Regions from separate parts of the Mus musculus genome. Here region 2 is linked to region 1. The links are chromatin contacts, called in public Hi-C maps. All regions are on one chromosome and are shown on one strand. The core of a region is the stretch at or near the end of the contact, and the rest is flanking DNA. Distances in the headings are between cores, read along the strand shown.

The links. Hi-C and Micro-C count contacts between places; a contact is called where the count stands out from the background.
Region 2: a Hi-C map of the G1E-ER4 cell line shows a contact between it and region 1, with 1.8 times the contacts expected there. The contact joins two enhancer-like sites. A contact is called at or near these places in 6 of 39 promoter capture datasets (the 3T3-L1 cell line, the C10 cell line, embryonic stem cells and 2 more), 6 of 484 Hi-C or Micro-C datasets (the BV-2 cell line, the G1E-ER4 cell line and myeloid progenitors) and 3 of 9 other capture datasets (adipose tissue, liver and pancreatic islet).

What each region holds. Positions count from the first base shown.
Region 1 is chr13:94,988,833-94,992,043 of GRCm38.p6, reverse strand. The region is part of intron 2 of Wdr41 (WD repeat domain 41); the gene reads right to left. Among named protein-coding and RNA genes, the nearest start is that of Gm41024, 12 kb to the right of the region's middle. Within about 2 kb of position 1,278, at least 23 of the 459 cell types and tissues checked have an H3K27ac peak or open chromatin away from gene starts, as enhancers often do. A contact at or near this core is called in the G1E-ER4 cell line, where this site is marked.
Region 2 is chr13:95,061,898-95,065,197 of GRCm38.p6, reverse strand. All of the region lies in intron 10 of Pde8b (phosphodiesterase 8B), which reads left to right. The region is part of intron 1 of Gm41025 (a long non-coding RNA gene); the gene reads right to left. Among named protein-coding and RNA genes, the nearest start is that of Gm41025, 13 kb to the right of the region's middle. Within about 2 kb of position 1,392, at least 9 of the 459 cell types and tissues checked have an H3K27ac peak or open chromatin away from gene starts, as enhancers often do. A contact at or near this core is called in the G1E-ER4 cell line, where this site is marked.

The DNA of each region.
Region 1 (3,211 bases), core at 29-2,528:
GCTTTTTTAATAAGATGAAAAAGAAAGCCAGCTGTGAACTATGCATCTCTGCTCACAGTTAACAACCATTAATAAATGATGTCCACTAATAGTTCTATCATTTTTCAGTCTGTGCTACTTCCCTCCAGGATCAGCAGTGGATTCCTTACAGTCTCCATTCAGTCAGTACAGTGGGTCATAAGAGATCATCATTAAGAGAGGAGTCAAGGACTAAGACTGAGATGGAGATGACTGTCCAATCGGAAGATCTCTTCCAGTAGATCTCTCCGACATGAGACACAGATTCTCCCTTCTGTCTCCTGAGCCCTTCCTCAAGGCTCCATGCTGATTAAACACCCAGGTTTAATCAGCTTCAGCCTCCTGCTGTCTTCATAGGCTTAGGGAATCCCACAGTCGGTTCTCACGTCAAACCCTCATCAGATCTCCCGCATGATCAAATATAGTCAGGCAGACTCTAAGACTCCTAACTTAACGAGCTAGAAGTACACAATAGTTCATGTCAACACCATCTACACTGTTTATGTTCATTTCAAAATGTGAGCAATTTGCACACTCTGGTGAGTAATGGAAAGCAGTCATCCAAGCCCACCACATATACTAGCAGAACTAACAGAGCTCAGTAGTTTAGAAATTAGCCTATCAAGTCATGAGGGAAACGTAGAGGGGCTGGGTGTGATCAAATCACACTGTATACATGTATAAAACTTTCAAAGGACAAATTTTTCCAAAGAACAAATTAAGAAAAAAACCTTTCAAAACTTCATTTTTCTATGTTTAATGACGTGTTCTCCAAACCCAAATACTCAATACCACTACCTTGAGTATCAATGGTAATTGCTGGAAGTGAATCCTTAGCAGCTTGGTTTGGGGCCTATTGATTGCTTTGTATTTATACAGAGAGAGCAGTGAGGGCGGGACTCAAAACCTTAAGTTTTCTTTGGTATAAAACATCAATTTCTATTGATTCTCCAAACCCTTATAATTGTTTTTCTCCCGGTCAGAAAGCCTGCAGGTTTAAAATGCTTTTTTTTTTCCTAACCTTGATTTTTAACTTCTCATTATTGTTTTATCGCGTTTGAATCTCACAAAGAGAAATGAGTTCACCACGAGAGATGACTGAATGGCTGAGAGCTTAGAAATGAGATAAGAAGCACTTTGCCCCCAACTGGAATTTAATCAGTAGCAAACAAAGTTAATTCTAAACAACACTCAGCACTAATGCATGAAGTCATGGTCGGTTTTTATTGCTCAGAGGACAACTGCTAGCTTTGTTGATCACTCAGCCTCTCAGCTCTGAACGCTGAAAAGGTGTGGCCTTGTTGGAGGAGGTGTGTCACTGCTGGCAGGCTTAGAGGTTTCAAAAGCCCACACCACTTAGCTCTCTCTGCCTCAAGCCTCCAGATCAAGGTGTAAGCTCTTACGTTCTAGCTCCATGGCTGCGTCCCGGCTGCCATGCTCCCTGCCATGATTAGGAACTCTACCCTCTGAAACTGTAATTCCTCAATAAAGTCTTTCTCCCATACATTGACTTAATCATGGTGTCTTAGCACAGTAATAAAAATGTAAGTAAGACTAGTACTATATTTAATAGTCTTTTACTTATTTTATTTTATGTGCATTGTGTTTTGTCTGCATTCATGTCTGAGTGAAGGTATCAGATCCCCTGGAACTGGAGTTACAGACAGTTGTGAACTACTATGTAGGTGCTGAGAACTGAGCCCAGGTCCTCTGGAAGAAAAGCCAGTGCTCTTAACCACTGGACTATCTCTCCAGCCCCGTATCTATCAATCTTTATCAAACAATGCTTCCTACTCTGACAGATCTCTGGTAGCGCTAGAGATGTGCTTGTTATATCTTTCTATTATTACTTAATAGATCAAGGACGCAGAAATTCATTAATTTATACAGGACTTGAAGAACACATAGAATATACAATGTAGCAACAGCAAGATATATTGTCATCTCAAGTTTTTGAGAAATATTCCCCAAGAAAGACTGTGTTACAAATTGTCTTAGGGTTTCTTTGCTGTGAAGAGACACCATAACCAAAGCAATTCCTATAAAGGCATGCATTTAGTTTGGGCTGGCTTACAGTGTCAGAGGTTTAGTCCATTAGGGTCATGGTGGGAAGTATTGCAGTGTCCAGGCAAACATGGAGCGTTCTCTATCTTCATCCAACAGCAGCAGGAGACTGTGTTCCACACTGGGCAGACCTTTGAGTCTTTGACCTCAAAGCATAACCCACACTTCCTCCAACAAGGCCACACCTACTCTTACAAGACCATACCTACCACCTAATAGTACCACTTCCCATGGGCACACACACACACACACACACACACACACACGAGTCTATGGGGGCCAATCCTATTCAAACCACCACAACTGATACAAGTCAGTATCAAAATGATAGCTAGAAAATGTCCCCAAATATTTAAAATTTTCAAAACAATTCTAAATTATACAAATTGGTAGAATTTGTGAAGGCTTTTCTCTAAGTGGAAATGAATGTGCAATGTCCTTGTGGTGACCTTGATTTTCCCTGCCTTCTAGAGTTCATAGGTTCTTAAGCTTTACTTTGCAGAGTCTGCCTTGCCTCTTTCAGCTCTAAGACAGTGTTCTATCAGCCTCTACTGGTCTAGAGGACAGAAGTGGGAAAGCATAAATGCCTCAAGTTTATTGCTCAACCCAGTTTTGTGGAGGGGGCGCTATTTTTAAAGCCTTCTATAGTTTTCACATGTTTTTCATTCATGTATGATGTCATTCAATGTATGACGACCCCCCGCTCCCACTCCCTCCTCCCCTCCCCCTCCCCCTCTCCCTGGCTTCAATGTCTGCAGACACAGCAGTCCCAGCTAAATTCCTTGGCACCTCACGCTATTAACTGATTTTGTTCCCTTAGCTACTCCTATGAGAACCAGTTAGTCTAGAATTCCAGTGCATTTGATAGATTGTCAAATCCCTGAAACTGTGGAGATTCCCCAAATATGCAGACCCTTGGCCAGGAGTTGTTCTCAGCTGTGTCTCTCTCAGCGAAGTGAAGATCAAGGAAAACACTAGATCCACAAGCATCGCAGTCTAGTTCTGTAAGCAAACCAAGCTCAGCATCCTGCTCGTCCCTCAAGTCCTTCTTATACTCCCTCCCTCCACGGGTCTTGCCTCAGCATGTGCGTCTGTCTCAGCCGACATCACTCTGCCAATCAGCCTAATT
Region 2 (3,300 bases), core at 143-2,642, 73 kb before region 1:
GAGGCAGAGGCGGCATGAAGTTCCTTGGCCCCTCAGTTGAACAGCTACAAAGAGAGAGATCAAAACAAAGTGAGGTTCCAGCTGAGGGGACAGTTCAGGGGGAGAACTCTTGCCTAATATATTTAAGTTCCTGGGCTCTGTCCCCCAAACTGCAAACACAAACACCCAAAACCTATTATTTTTCTACTTTACCAGTGTATCTCAAGTGCTAATGTGGAATGAACCACCTGGAGATAAGTCAGTCTGAGTCTGTAAGGCTGGAGAGAGGCTGTTGGTAGATGACAACGCTGCTGGTATGCTGACCACACTCTGAACAATCATTGTGTCCCCTGTTACACAGGATAGCCAGGCCTGTAGCTCTACCTCACATGAGGCTCATAAAGCCTTGAACACTTTGGGCCCCCCTAAGCTAGTAAATTTGACTTAGGGACTCTTGGGTAGGGACAGTGTAGTACACATTTTGAATGAGCAAAGTATATATATATATATAATTGGGACTGGAGAAATGGCTGAGCTGTTACAACTGCTTACTGCTCTTCCAGAAGGCTGAGTTCAGTCCCTAGTGCCCACATCAGGTGGCTGACTCATGTAATGCCAGTGCTAAGAGGCTACACACTCTTTTGGGTGCCCAGCACACCTGCACTTGCATAAGCAAGCCATCTGCATACATACATTTAAAATAAAAAGGTTTTAAAGATTTATTTATTTTATATGTGTGAGTACAACTGTCATCTTCAGACACACCAGAAGAGGGCATCAGATCCGATTGCAAACAGCCTCTCTCCAGCCTTACAGACTCAGACTGAATTATCTCCAGGTGGTTCATTCCACATTAGCACTTGAGATACACTGGTAAAGTAGAAAAATAATAGGTTTTGGGTGTTTGTGTTTGCAGTTTGGGGGACAGAGCCATCATGTGGTTGCTGGGAATTGAACTCGGGACCTCTGGAAGAACAGTCAGTGCTCTTAACCATTGAGCCATCATTCAAGCTCCTAAAGTAAATATTTTTTTAAAAAATGATGTCACTGAGACAAACCATGAAAACATACCTCTGTAAAGACTCTTCCAAATGGCTGCAGACTATAGAGCCATTGGCCACTAGTCTGGCAGGTCAGGGACATTTGACAGAAGGACATTTACAGTATCTGGATATGTAGCTTGACATTGCAAAGGAAGTTACACTTCAATTTTCGCAAGAAAATACTGGACAGCAGGGGAGAGTAACCCTGTACTGGGCTGGCATTTACCTGGGAAGACAGCTTGGGATTTGTCTTTTGAATCTTGTATCAACTTAAATATTCACATATCTGTTCATCCATATCAGACCACTGCACACCACTCTGACATGAGTAACATTTGAAGTGTTGTTCAGATAAAAATGAAGAGATGCCGTCATACTTCCTGTTAGGTTCATAGTTGATACTGCAGGGAGGAGGCCTGCCCTCCCACCCCTGCCTACCCTCACCCCCACCCTCACCCCACCCCCACCCCCAGGATCTTCATCAGTGTATTCGAAGCACTCTGCCCTGGTGTTGTCAATTGCTCAGACGCAGCTCAGAATACATGAAAGTGAATGAGCTGTGGCCACAGGAGCTGGGCTCCTGGATGCTGGTTGGGTGTCTCATTCAGTGTCAGGTCCAAGGCTGCACTGGAGTGGGTTTTAAGAAGTGAATCTGCAAGTGGGTTTTGAAACTCCAGCAGACTGCAAAAAGACCTTTGATCTGTGCATCAGAGCCTTTTTTTTTTTTTGTTTTGTTTTTGAGAAAATGTCCATCACAAGGTATTTTCACTGAAGAAAGATGATCAAAGATATCTACATGATGCCACCAACTGTCTTTTCGTTCCATGTACACAAAAGAGGGAGGGTCACCCAAGACCTGGTTCCTGTTGGACCTCTGCACCCAGCACTCGAGCTTGGCTAATCAGAGTTCTGACACATCCATGCAAGTCTCTAGTTTGTAGTAAATGAAGAATATTGAGTATTTAAAAAAAATATTTAGCATGTTAGCTCTATGAGTTGCCCTGATTATTTAAATAGATAATATCTTTGTTCATGCTAACCATCTATTTCCTGTGTTTTGTAATATTTGTGGGGCAGAAGAAACAGAAAAAAAATTGATAGTACAAGTAAATTTGTGTTTGAAACGGTGATCAAAATGTCTCTTCATCAAAGCAAGCATTCTTTTAAATGGCTGTACTGGTTATTTTTCATCAATGCGACAAAAACTAGGGTCACCTGGGAAGAGAGAACCTCAACTGAAACATTGCATCCATCAGATTGGTGCCCCCATCAGATTGGTGCCCCCATCAGATTGGTACCTCCATCAGATTGGTGCCCCCATCAGATTAAAGTTGCAGTAAATATTATTTGGAGTTTCTTCTCCACCTTAGACCATGTAGTTCCCAAATAAAAGACACAAAACCTTTATATTTTATAATAAGCTTTAAAGCACCTGAGCTGGGCAGATATCAGTCCTCTGTGCTGTTTTTTCTACCTCCCTGTCAATAATCCTGAGACATTACTTGCCAAGTTCCATGTAGGCCTCTCCTACTCCAGCAGACCAGCTCTCATGGCCATGCGCTCATGATCCACATACCTCATGGCATGAGCCTTCCCCTCCTTCTCTCCCTCTTAGTCTCCATTTCAGAAACCCAGCCTGGGAGCTGAAGCCTTGCCTACCTCTCTTATGCCCAGCTACAGGATGGGCTGCTCAACCAATAGTTTTAAATTAAGGAACTAGGATTGTACAACAAAAGCTGGTATCCATGAGAATTCACTCTTCTTGAGTAACATGCTAAACTAGACCTTGGGATACAAATTTTTGCATTACAATAGATAGCAATAGACAAGACCTCAACATTTCCTCTTTTTGTCTAAATAAATAATGAAAAGGACTAGATAAGAGTTACATTCAAAAAGTCCAATCTGTTTGTATTTGGCAACGCAGGAGAAATTATTATATTCTCTTTCTTATCCTAGTAAGTTTAGAGTTCTGCATCCAAACCATGTTTTTTATATTCAATCATTTAAATCCTCTAACTTTCATAATTTGTAATTACCAACCTTAAAACATCTACTGAGACTTTAAAACATTTCCCTAGATCTTTTGTAACTTACGTTTAATTGTGAGACTCTGACTATCTAGACTTCAACCCCACCAGAGACCTGAAAAGGAATAAATGTTACCTGAGTATGCAGGAAGTACAGGGACACAATTTCCAAAAATTATAGAAATGACTGAGACAGGTGCTGCCTGGACAGTCCCCAATAACCTCTTTAAAGTTGGAGCATCTATTTT